2 separate regions of the Mus musculus genome follow, and region 1 is linked to region 2. The links are chromatin contacts, called in public HiCAR-type maps. All regions are on one chromosome and are shown on one strand. The core of a region is the stretch at or near the end of the contact, and the rest is flanking DNA. Distances in the headings are between cores, read along the strand shown.

Region 1 (6,264 bases), core at 2,351-4,850, 160 kb before region 2:
GAGGCATGCATCCGCCTACACACGGAAGCAATCACCTCAGGCTGAGTATTAGATAACGGCGGAATATACTGCAAAGCCTTCTACCCCTCTCCTACCACCCAACGTCTATAAGGTCAATGAGAGAACACCAAAGGCTTTTACCTAGAAATCACCTAGTACCTTGCATTATGGAGGTTTTTTAGTGGATATTTTCAAAATTAGAACTATTTCAAGCTTGATCCCCCTCCCTCCCTTTTCCTTCCCCTCCCTCCCTATTGTTCTTTCTCCCCTGCTGGCTGGCATACAGACATTGTAGGAAAGCCATCTGAGGACACTAGAAAGGAGGTGGGATAAAATGTTAGGAGCTTGGGGTACATCAGAGTGAACCCATCGTATCATCCCCGTGGGGGCCTGTACCTGGACTGTAACACCAGAGAGAAATAATTGTAATCTTATTTGTCAGTATGTTGGATCTTGTGCAGTTGAACCTATATATTGACCAATATGGGTTAAAATATGTCATGGACTAGTAAAGTTGATTAAAATGAGTTTGAGAAAGAAAAAAAAAATCCTTAGGATTCCACCAAGCTAGCAACTATCTTCAAATTTACATATTATCTTCTGTGCCTTGCCCACATATATATGTATGTGTACACACACACACACACACACACACACACCATTGAACACTCTCTTCTAGACTTAATTGCATGTGTGGTATGTTCTTTTAAGAATTTTAACTTAATTTTATGTAATTTTAACCTAATTCTTAATTTCCTTCTTCTGGGTTTATCCAGCACACATAGACACAAATATGAATGTAGATTCCTACTCTCCCCGCCCCCTATCTCTTTTCACTTCTATTTTAAGAAGCACTGGTTTCTGTGTATATTTTCAAAATGCAGTCTTTCATTGTTACCTAAGCTGAATTCAAATTCCCAGACTCAAGCAATCATTCTGCCTTAGCTTCCCAAAATACAGGAACTATGGGAAGGTGCCACCAAGCTTAACTCAAGAATCATCATTTGAATAAATGGCTTTCAGCATATTTTCAACACATAAAACGTGACAGATGATCATTTCTGAGGCTAGGAGGGTGATTATATGTCTGTATGTAGTATGTGTGTGAAGGCGTTTGGGCTCACAGAAATAAAACTCAGATTCAAAATATCTTTACAAATACCTTGTCCATATAGCTAGGCTCTTTTTGACTAGATAGAACCTAAAATACCCCATTTATTCTAGCCTACGTGCTGCCCCGTGGCTGGTTACCTGTGCTCAGGTACCAGGCGTCTGTCTTGTTACATCTTTCTGGCAATCTCCACCTGATTCTATCCCAGACTCCTTTCTCCTCCTGTGTGTCCCACCTCTATTTCCTGCCTAAGCCCTACACCCTAGGATTTTTAATTGTCAGGTGATGCATCCACACAAAACACAAGATATTCTCTCTGCAGTTCCCCTTTTAGTCCAGCAGTTATGTCCAGTTTGATTTTGAGCATGTCGGAAAGAGGATTTCTGGTATTAGGACTGTTTACTTTCCAAGTTGGAGGGTTGTGGAGTGGGGAGAGATAATCAGGGAATATTGGATACTAAAGAATCCCTGCACATATATGTTTGTGTGTTTCATAGTAAATGGATAGAGAGCAATGAGAGCAAGTGTGCACACTTAGAAACTAGTTTCAAGGTCGGCCATTTCAGCTGATGTTGCATAATGTAGCCACTGGGAAGGTTAAAATATAAATACTGATTCCAAAGTCCATATTCCAAAGGCAGGCATGGTGGCTCATGACAGTAATCTCAACACTCAAGGGCTGAGGCTGAAGGTTCCAAGTCAGCCTGGATTATATGGTGTGTTCCAGTCTACCTGGTCTATAGTGTGAGACCTCTTCCAATCCATCCTCCCAAAAAACAACTAAAACAAACAAACCAACAACATGAGAGAATAGAAACGGTTTGTTAAGATCTTTGAACTTTTAGAAGCACTCCTTCTGGACCTAACACGCTGCCAGGATTGGAACCATCTTCTGGGAAGGCAGTCATGTAGGGCGTTGATTTACCCATTTGCTTATTTACTTACTTAACACTGGAGACGGAACCCAGCGTCTCATATGTGCTAAGCAAACCATTCTACCACCGAGCTTCATTTGCAGCAGTGGCTGGGAATTTACTAAAGATGGGCCTTCCTTAAAGGTCTCAGTTCAGGAAGAACACAAAAGAGGGATGTTACGTGGAATATACTTTGAATTCCTGGTGAGAAAACATTGGTCATCAAACACCTTACATCTATTGAGCATGTAAGATGACCTAAATCTTAAATAGCTCCTATATCCTAATAAAATAAAGGCAGAAGTGGGCAGAGCATATGTTGTTATGGTGGAAACAGATGCAAGAAGCTAAAAACACCTGTTCTATTTTAGGCTCCGTTCATTAATAGTTAACATCACACTGCTCATCACTGGCTTCATTCATCAATGAATTTACTATGAATTTGCTATCGGGATGGTAGGTTTGTTATATGGGATGGTGTATAGAGGTAAGGTCACAAGGGGCAGGTCTTTGAAGGCTGTGTCATGTCCCGACACCTTCTGGTTTCTCTTTCTGGCTGTCATGGGTAATAGAAATAGACAGCTTCTCTTCCACATGCATCCACTGTGATGCGCTGCCCAGGTCAGCCCCCATGTACTGTAACCTCTGCCTTGTTCTAGTTTTCTGGTGCTAGGGATTGAGCTGAGGGCTCCACACATGTTGTCCCAGGCAGGCTTTCTGCCCCTTCTTTCCTTCTGTCAGCCATGCTAGGTACTGAGGCAGTAACGAAAGGCTAAGGAGCAGTGTGAGTGTGCCACCTCCTAAACGGACTTGGTGTCTGCTTTCTGCATCCTTTTCTCACAAAGCTTCCAGATCACTCACCCTTAGTATAAATAGTGTCTTCTTAATCATATCCTCTCACTGCTTAAAACAATCACAAGTTCTTTAGCCTTGTCTGCTACTGCTTCTGGGACTTGCCCCAAGTCACCCTCTGCCTCGTTTCATGTTGTCCCTTCATTTACTCTGTGCTTTGGGTAAACTGACTTAGTCTTTATAGCATAGATGCACTCTGACCATTGCTCGTTAACACCCTGCTTACGCTTATCAGTGGGAAGAAATGGTTTCTACTTGAAGGCTCCACAGGATTTTAGCTGAAAATTTCTTATGGCCCATATATATAGTAATATATAATAACTACCTCATAGTGTGACATCTTTGTATCCTTCTCTGCTTAATGTTTGTTGAATGACTACTTAGAAGTCTAATAAGAAGAGCTGGTAGCAAAGGTGGCTTATGCTCATCTGGCAGCTTGGTAATATTTGTTCTAACTATTAGCATGTGCCAGACAAGCACACTTAATTAATTTCCTGTTCAGAGGAGGGTAAAGGGATTATCACTGAGAGAGCATAAACAACTTCTTGAGTTTCCTTTATATGTTTCAGTAACTGCTGTCAGGTGTCAGTGCCATACAGGACATAGTTAAAACCGAGGCCGAGTTGGGTACCAGGCCGTCAGCTTCTCCCCCACTAGGCCTTAAGACAAGGTCAGGCTTGCATCTGCTCACTTGTACCTTAGTGTTCTGTCTCTAGTCCCAGCTCTACCAAGCAAGCTACTTTCTCATTCAAATGCACCAAACTAAAGGCTGAGAAGGAAAGCCCAGGCCCTGCTGGCCTTTTACATATTCGTAGCACGTAGAGGCCCCGCCCATCCCATCTCAAATTTCACTTTCAAAGAATTTTTCAGACTGTTAATCTGGATGTTCTCCAAATAACAGGATTTACGGTAAGCCCTTTAGACACTGACCTAACACTTTCTCTTTCATCCACTGACAACCTTGCAGAAAACTATGAGCATCAGTTGAATAAATTCTTTTCTGGTCCTGTAGGTTTAGGCCTAAAGAATTAGATGTAATGGGAATTTGACAACCTCATTCTATAGCTGTTACAAGAACGGGGTGTAATTTAGTTCGGGAGGAGAACATCCATTTTTCTTGCTCAAAGTTGTCCCTGGACTATAAATCCCCGCCCCAAGCCAGCCTTGAAAAGGCCAAGTGTGAACAGAAGAGGTAACAGCGACAAGGAGGGAGCCTCTTTAAGATGGGAGTGAGAAAGGTGGCCATGGTTTGAAAGCCTCAGGGACATCCAGTGACACTTTGGGCTTTATGAAAGAGCAGGTGACTTTAGCCTCATAAGGCTGCGTGTCCTTTCTGGATCTCTACAGAGTGACTGACATGGTTAGGGTAGGCCATGACTGAGCCTTTCAGAACCAGAACTCTCCAGAAGAGGCTCATTCTTGTCTCCTAAGTAATAACATACAAACCGAGACACCGTAGCTCCTCGCATGTGCCAGAGCTTTTGAAAAGACTGAAGATAAAACATCTCTCCGAATCTCCACAGGGGTCACACTGTTTCCAGACTGCTACGCCTGTTGTTAGTGGAATTATTATTTTTATTAGTCTCCATAGCTGTTGTCTAGTAAGTTCCACTTGAGAAAGAATACCACAGTGATCATATAAATAACTTCTCTTCTATGTCAGAGAACCAATTAGGTGACCAGAATTGTAGCTAATATTTATACTCACTAATTTAATAATATTCCAATCTTTCCTAATATTTCTCTGTAGGCTTCACTCTGGACAAAACTAACTATCCTTAGTATCCACTTCAGCAGCAAATACACTACCAGCTGAATACACTGGCTTCAACTATGTATCAGTGGTTAGATTGCTATGCCACAAAGCACTAAGTTCCAATCCCGTTCTTAGCACACCATGGAGTTACTACTGAGCACCTTTGAACTTATTTCCTGTTTTCAGGCTTCTAAAACTGGGATAGTGAGATCCTGAACTCAAAGGAAGGCTTCAGAACAAATTAGAATAATAACCAATAAATATGCACAGTCTTTTGGCATGTTTCTAACAAGTTATTAGGCACCTTTGTTTGTACCCACGTTTAAGAATATTGGAATTTAAATTAGTACCTACATTTTAAAAGGCATTTTGGAAAGACTTACTATGACTCATAGAAATGTTAGGGAAAGGTACTTCTCACTTTATGCCAGGATTTTTTTGATATAAGATTATTTTATATTCATGTTTTAAATTAAATAAAAATAAAGATGACAGTGCGTAAGTATGTGTATACACTGCCATGGTGTGTGTGTGTGTGTGTGTGTGTGTGTGTGTGTGTGTTTAGGAGCATACCCTCTCCTTCCACCATGTGATAGCTTGGGATGGAACTTAGGTTGTCAGGCTTACCCACTGGGCCATCTCAACAGCCTACATAGTTCAAGTTTAATCCTCTTTCTGGAATGGCAACATCGGGCTGGTGGTGCAGCTCAGTAGAGAGAGCTTATATAGAATTTGTGAAGCCCGGCGCTATGGTAGAGACATATCAAAGGCTTTGGTGTTCTAAAAGCTTCCACAGAGAGACACATAGTCTGTGTGCTTCAGATAAGACATAACAGTTTAAATTAAAAAATCTCTAAGTCACTTTTGAAGCACTTTCAAAAAAATCTGAAGTGATTGTGATGTTGCACTCTGCCTTGTAACGCTGAAGGATGAAGAAGAGTCAGAGAAAAGCCTGCTTCAAAGTCTGCATCCAAAAGATGCCAAGTAACGGTTCTAAGACTTCTACAACAGTCAGAGCCAGAGCCAGAACACTGGGGCGGGGGTGGGGTGGGGGGAATAAGAACATGAAAAGCATCTAAAAATGGTTCAGGCTTTAAAATATGATACTAATAAAATATTTTAACTCTCTCCTTCAATTTTGTCCTCTGAAGATACTTTACACAACAGTACTCTGCTTTGAGTGTCCTGCAAGCCTGATCCATCCTTCACTAAAAATAAAAAAATACTGGTTTCATTTTTAAGTAAAAACTTTGGGGGCTGCAAAGTGGTTTAATGTTTCCAGAGCGCACCTGGTAGAAGGAAAGGACCTACTCTCCTAAAGTTGACCTTTGACCTTCACAAGCACACCATGACATGTAAAACTCCCAATAAGTAAATATATAAAATCTTTGAAATTTCTATTTTAACATTTTTATTTTACATGAACACTGTCTCTGGGGCTGCAGCAATGGCTCAGGGTGGCTTACAACCATTTGTATCTGTGGTTGCATGGGACTCAGCTCCAGGAATATACATGGTGCACATACACACATGCAAGCAAAATACTTACTGATATTATAAAATAATTTTTTTAAAAAAATAAAAAATTAATAACACTCATTAATAGAATTAATAACTATAACAAATGTTAT
Region 2 (6,690 bases), core at 2,406-4,905:
TGGTTATTAACAAAGGAATATGAATCTTGGGTGTTTTGTGCTCTTAAAGATAATTATTAAGTGCTGTAGACTTTGTCTTGCTCTTTAAGCAGGGTGGGTGCTGTGATTGACATGGGGCCTGTTAATGTGCCACTGACTCTGTTTATTTGCAGAGGAGGAAGAGGACACTGCTTCAGTGAAGATGGACGAGCAAGGGAAGGGAAGTCGGGACAGTGTGCATCACACCTCAGGTAGCACTGGCAAAGTCTATTTTGGTTTTGTTAGAGTCACTTTCTAACCCTCTGAGGATGTTTGCACAGCTCCCTGAAGAAGTTGACTTGTTTGGTCTGTATGTCTTATGCTTGATAAGCTGCTTAGTCCCATTTAGGATGCATGAAAACCACTTGAGAAGGATTTATAAAGTAAGCCAATTTATACAAGGTATTCCTTCCTGAATTACTTTGTAATGACTCAATTAGCTTTCATTTCTGCACAAAGGAGATTTAGTTGCATAAATTAGCTTATCATCATTGAGGAAGTGTCACTGCTAAAGGACAGTTTATAGATACAACATGCAGTTGCTGTCAAACCTATAAGAATGTAATATAGACATCTGTGTATACTTTGTGCTTGAGCAGAACAGACTTCTGCCATTCAGAGACTAACAGGGGACAACAAGTTGCCCAAGGGACTGGCAATGTAGACATCTCTGAAAAGGTCAACTTGACACAGGCTCTGACAATCGACCCACAGCTCTGTCTTCTTTGATAAAAATCAGATAAACTTAAGACCGCTAATTGATCTGCAGCCTGTTTAAATGTTGGCCATGCATATCTTCATTGCATATGATTAACACAGAAAGCAAATGAATTGGGTAAGAAATGCCAGAGTCCAGTGACAGCAGCTTAAAAATGAGGAAAGGACACTGGTTGCCTAGCAGACTGGGGAAGATATTCTGCACTATCCATTTCCACCTGGCACTGGGCCCCAAGTACTAATTATGTGCACACCATGTACACACACACAATACGGACAACTCTTCTTGCTTGTTGCTATTTCCAAGTAGCACAAGATAAACTATCTGTAGCACAAACATGAAGTTAACTTTGATAAACCAGCATTTATTTTACAGGGAAAGAAGAGATGGGCAGCCTTCTTATCAGAACTTTACACCTCTTCACAGCCATATGTCAGCTGGGGTGAGGTCTGCCCTGTCACCCCCAGGTCCTGTAAAGAGCTGGAGCTAGGGTCACCTTCCTCTCTCTGATATGTCCATACATCACTCTTTTGAGTTGTCAGAAGCAGGGTGGACAAGCAGTGCGTGTTCAGGAAGTAGCTTTCCTGGGGCCTTCCTACTGTGACATATGGGAAGGAAGCGGGCCTGACTCTAGACCTGGACAGGAAGGCAGGAGCAGGTTGCTGTAGAAGGTTTGGGTTTGCCTTTTTTTTTTTTCCTTGACAGAAAGGAAACAAGACAAAGTCATTAGTTGTTAGCCCTCTTGCCCTATAAAATAGAGTTGTAAAACATGGCAGCAAGCAAAGCCCAGGCACTCTATGCTTGATAGTAAATTAGGTATCTGTTTTTAAAGTTCTGAATCATGATGCTTCTGCCAAGAGCATGCATGTTTCTTTGTAAAATGTCTATGCAGGTAGAGAGGGTAGAAACAGATAGTAGATAGACCTTCCACAGGCACAAGTGAGCATGCCTCAAATGTTTGCCTTTGAGGGTAGGGGGAAAAGAGTTTTTCTCAAAGGAATCCAGTAAGTTGATGAGCTTTTCATGCCATAGCCACAAGATACTGCAATGTCTGTCTCTTGTGCCACAGAGCTCTTTCAAGCCATCATTCAATGCCTTCGCAAAGCAAGCCGTCAGGGACTCTGTGCTTGCCACTAGGAGCACTGAGCTGACAAGAGTGTTGCTTTCTGCCTAGCATCTCATCTTGTGAACTTCTAACCTCGCTCAAGAATTTGATGTATATTTTTTACATTGACTAATTTTGCAGGAAGAGACTCAGTGTTGCAATGTAAAATCTAAAGGTAAAGCTGAGTTCATCTTGTCTCCTACAAGTCGCTTCACATTCACTCATCTTACAAAGGTCATGTATATTTATAGGTATATAGATGGGCCCGCTTGATGTTTTTAACAATATAAAAATCTGCTGTCCTTTCTAAAACACTTTTCAGGCTTGCAGTACTTAGGGAAAGGGTCTCTGGTGTCGGCATCATGCTTCATTCATTGTCAACATGCCTTTTATAATCTTGTGTTTGTGGACTATCTGGCGGTTACTTGCTTAATTTGTACTTTGGTAACAATCCTGTTAGCTTTGCCAAATATGTATTTTTATAAAAATTTAAAAGCTCATTGTGTACATTTTTCAAAGGCTAGCTAACTTTCCTTTTTAAACCTTCTTTCAAAAGTAATTCATGCCCCTCAGGACAGCACACATAGCAAGGTGACATTTTGTGTGTAATTTTCAAAATATTGACTGTGGTATAGATAGAATGGTGTTAACATGCCGAGTAAAGACAGCGAAACCACATTATCTGTGCTTGTGAGTGTTCCATAGTCTACAGAATGCCTGCCTTTCTTGGGGCCAGGGATGGTTCTCAGCAGGAAGGCATTCTGACTAGCCTACTCGAGGCTCTGCATCTGCTATCCCTGTGCCACAAAGCAAAGCAAAGTCATGTCCTGTGGGTTATCTCCCCGAGCACAGGCAAAGACTGCTAGTGTTTGTGAGCCTTCTGTGCTTTCAAAGCTGTTTTTGTACATGAGTTTTGTCTATGTGTGTTTAGAGCCACTCCATTTTAGAGATAAGCTATAGGAGCTTCCTGCTTTCCACAAATAAGATCACTCCTGATTCTTTTTGTCTGGCATGCTTTCCGGGGAGGCAGCTAGCACACACACTGCTGGCCTTCCCCTCACTGTAGATGCCCGCTCTTCACTTAGAACGCCAGTCATAGACGCACAGATGGCACACAGAGTGCTCCTCAGCGGTGCTCACTGTCCATGGGACCGACCGTCCGTCATTTTTTGGACTCCATCATCATCAAGATTACAGGAGGCACAGTTGAAAATGTGTCTTTCCCCGGCTCTGCTGAATCCCTGGCTCTTCCCTGACTTCCTTGCAGCAGTGAGGTTTAATGGAATGCCCCTGATGCACATCTAGGGAGAGATGCATCTTGTACACCGTGGGGGTCTCTCCCCTTGCTGCTCCTGTAACTCCCATTAGTGTTAATGGGAGTCTCTCCAAGTGTATCCAGGGAAAGAGAAACCAAAGTGGTAAGAATGTGTATTTAAAATCACTGGATACTTGGGGTTTTTTGTCCTTTCTTTCCTCCCCCTACTTAAAAAAAAAAAAAACAAAAAACAAAACAAAAAACAAACAAAAAACATGTTAATTGAAAAGTACTGTGAGAAGGTCTGAACCAGAGGAGGGCCCGGACAGCTGGGACCTGGGATCCCACAGCTCCACCAAAAACTTTGACCTCAGTTTTTCAGCCAAAGTTTGTTTCTTCCACGTCTTCGGACCAAGCCTAAGGCCTGAGCAGCGTGGGGAACAAGTTGGGGGGTGGGGGAAGGGCTACTGGGGAAACTAGCTATTTAGACCTTCTTTGACTTGGCTAGAACTGTGTGGCAGGCCTCACGTGTGAGATGATGTCATCCTGTCTGCTCTAACTCCTTGACTTTCAAGCTGACACTGAGAGACCACATGGGGTGCAACATTTGACCCAATTAGCAGTTGATTTAATCTGACAGGAATGTTTCAATTCTAAATCTCTATTTGTCTAAATAAGTGGTTTTTAAAGGAAATCAGTCACTTTATTATTAAGTGATTTTTAAAAAAAAAAAAAAAGAAAGAAAGAAATGGTCAATGCTTGGAGGTATCTGGCCAGCTGGAGTGCCCTCTAGTGTCTGTTTACAGAATGTATTTAATATATGCCTGGGGGCTGGGGGAGGATGTGATAGGGGTGGCCACAAGCACTATTAGCTCCTGGTTGGATTCTGGGGCTTGCACATGCCCCTGCTGGTTTTAGTGCTCTGAGCCCAAGTGCTACTACAGTGGAGAGGCCAATACAGGGTCGGTCTCTCTCTCTCTCTCTCTCTCCCTCTCCCTCCCTCCCTCTCCCCCCTCCCTCTCTCCCTTCCTCCCTCCTTCTTCCTCCTCCTCCTCCCCTCCCCCAATCCTATCATGCCGCTCCTATTGTCCCTCTCTTTCCATCCTAAAAAATAAAAATTAACAGAGGATTCTGTTAGGTTGTATTTTCTAGTCCTTGTTTATTTTCTCACAAATTTAAGTGAAACGGTGCATCCCACAAATACTTAGATTCCATGTTATTCAGATTCTCCTTTTTAAAAAATGTTAAAGACATTAAGGAGAATTTAAATCTCCTAATAAATTAATACTTTGTGGAGATCAACACTATGCTGACTGTACTAATGTGGCCGTTTGTATTGAGGTTGCCAAGACGCCTCTTGTTTAAAAGTGAGATGACAAGCCTGATCCAGCATCCATGTCCACGTTATCCCGTGGATTCAAAGCTGACATTGCAGCGATGGAAGCTGTCAGCACATCTGTGTTCCGCCTGGCTAGTGAATACACGGGCATTTTGTGTCTTATTGATATAACTTGCAGTCTTTTTTCCTTAACTCATCAGAACTCAATTATCACGAAATTAAAAACAGGAAACAGTTCTCTTGTGTAACAAAAGCATCCAGCGTATTTAACTGTGTGCTGTGTTTTAGGAGCCACATTGTGTGAGTGACAAAGCATACATTATCCAGTTACTGTGGTATTACGGAGCGACGAGCACTAAATAATCAATCAGTTAATGGTGTGTATGGCAGTTTGAGCACTTCACATCCATTGTGCTTATGCCAGGAGAAGGATGAACTGATAACGCCACTGTGGGAGCCTAATGTCCTAGACCTGACGAACAAAAGTCTGCATTAGCAATTTCACAGCTGCAAAAGTATTTTAGAGACAACTTTGAGAGACTTTGGATACAAATGCTTTATATTTGAGTATTAAAGTATGCTATTATTATTATGCTCTTATCAAGTGTTCTAAACTCCATGAAATTGTTACTTCAGATATGTCCAATCTGTCCCTTAGATATTCTGATGGTACAGTAAGACCAGTTGCTCTTTAAACACATAGCGAGTGAGCTTAGGACTTTCCATTAAAAATGAGCAGAAGCACCTTGCTATTTGAGAATGTAATTGCTACAGGTTATAGATTACAGATAGAAGTGGAGGGGGCCATGAAAAACCAAACCTTCTGAAACAATCTTCATGAGCATGCTCAGGAGTAGTTGCAGGTTCACTAAGATGTACCATGATCCAGGCCAGGGCTTCTTTCTTGGCAATCTAAAATGGTTCTTTAATTTCTTTTGATTCAAGCCTTAACCCCAAGTCTCTCTCTCTTTTTCCTAGGAGATAAAAGCACTGATTACGCTAATTTTTACCAGGGTCTGTGGGACTGCACTGGAGCTCTGTCTGATGAGTTGTCCTTTAAGCGTGGTGATGTGATTTACATTCTTAGCAAGGTAAGAAAGTTACCCCCCACCCCACCCCACAAATGACAGCTGTCAACGGGAAATACACAGCTCAGTTCTCCTGCATTTAAATTTACAACACAAGGGAAAAATGCCAGTTGGAATTCTTCTAGGTCCTAGTTAACAATTGGAAGTTCACAATAATTAATTATTTTGTCAAGTGAACTATAATCAGAATTTAAACACAATCAGATAACAGGATTCAACTTAGCCGTGTGTTTACCTGTCACTCTAGCCCTTGGCAGGCATCCACCTACTGCCTTATCCAGAAACAATATACTTATGTGAAAGTTAACATTGTAAGGTATTAGGTTATTAATTATGTTTTTCTTGCTTCTTCCTCCTTATTCTTCTGTGTGCTTATTCTGAGTTTGCCTGCCATTCTCCAGTAGAAACATTGTGTTTATAAAAAAAGGTTTTCATCTTTGTGTAAACACATTGGGTGTTCCAACAATTTAAAGGCTCTATATTCAGACAAGTTGAGGTAATTTTTTAAAGTTTAACACACTATATTTGTAATTGCAGTACCAAAGTATATTGCCACAAACTCATCTTTATGTACATGAGAATCGTGTCTTTGCTTTTTAAGACACTGCACTGTAGAACCTGTCTGCTCCAGACATCAGTTTCTGATGCAGTGTTGGAACTCTCTTAATTTTCACTCTGAAGTTTTTCCTACTGTACTATAGGGATTTTTAAAAATGTTTTTAAGCTTATCTTAGCACCAAATCATGAATGAAAATGACTTAAATATAAGCAGGGAAATGTTATATAGGTCATAAGTCTAACACTTTATAACCCTAAAATTATTGAGCTGAGAAATATTTTGGATATTTCAGAAAGATGATATGTGTTATTAGATACAAAGAGAATTTGAAAATAATGTCACATTTTGGATTTTAATGTTGGTTGGCTGGCACTGAAAATCTTGACCCAGCTGGTCACAGAATCTTAGAGTGGGCATCTTAATGAAGATTGTCTATTCTTGGTGCAGATAGAGTACATGAGCTAGCTATATTATCTTGACTCCTAGAGTAGTTCATTTCTGTCCCTTCTGCTTAATCCCATCCCATCCCATCCCATCCCATCCCATATAAAGCATGTACAATACCAGGACACATTCTAGACATCAGGAATCCTAAAGAATAATACATA

Evidence for each region. HiCAR-type assays count read pairs that join an accessible place to other places.
Region 1: a contact with region 2 is called in a HiCAR-type map of embryonic stem cells, with 6 times the contacts expected there. The contact joins two enhancer-like sites. A contact is called at or near these places in 13 of 39 promoter capture datasets (the 3T3-L1 cell line, the C10 cell line, the HPC-7 cell line and 7 more), 5 of 15 datasets of contacts at CTCF or cohesin (the NIH/3T3 cell line, embryonic stem cells, pro-B cells and 1 more), 80 of 484 Hi-C or Micro-C datasets (the AML12 cell line, B cells, the BV-2 cell line and 22 more), 17 of 115 datasets of contacts at active chromatin or transcription factors (CD8 T cells, the HPC-7 cell line, bone marrow-derived dendritic cells and 3 more) and 5 of 9 other capture datasets (adipose tissue, embryonic stem cells, embryonic tail and 2 more).

The regions. Positions count from the first base shown.
Region 1 is chr6:52,028,792-52,035,055 of GRCm38.p6, reverse strand. No RefSeq gene overlaps it. Among named protein-coding and RNA genes, the nearest start is that of Skap2, 19 kb to the right of the region's middle. Within about 2 kb of position 3,600, at least 9 of the 459 cell types and tissues checked have an H3K27ac peak or open chromatin away from gene starts, as enhancers often do. A contact at or near this core is called in the HPC-7 cell line, differentiating embryonic stem cells, embryonic stem cells and 2 more, where this site is marked.
Region 2 is chr6:51,873,311-51,880,000 of GRCm38.p6, reverse strand. It overlaps Skap2 (src family associated phosphoprotein 2), which reads left to right. Exons shown (of 13, transcript NM_018773.2): 10 at 153-230; 11 at 5,414-5,526. Among named protein-coding and RNA genes, the nearest start is that of Skap2, 140 kb to the left of the region's middle. Within about 2 kb of position 3,655, at least 61 of the 459 cell types and tissues checked have an H3K27ac peak or open chromatin away from gene starts, as enhancers often do. A contact at or near this core is called in the HPC-7 cell line, differentiating embryonic stem cells, embryonic stem cells and 2 more, where this site is marked.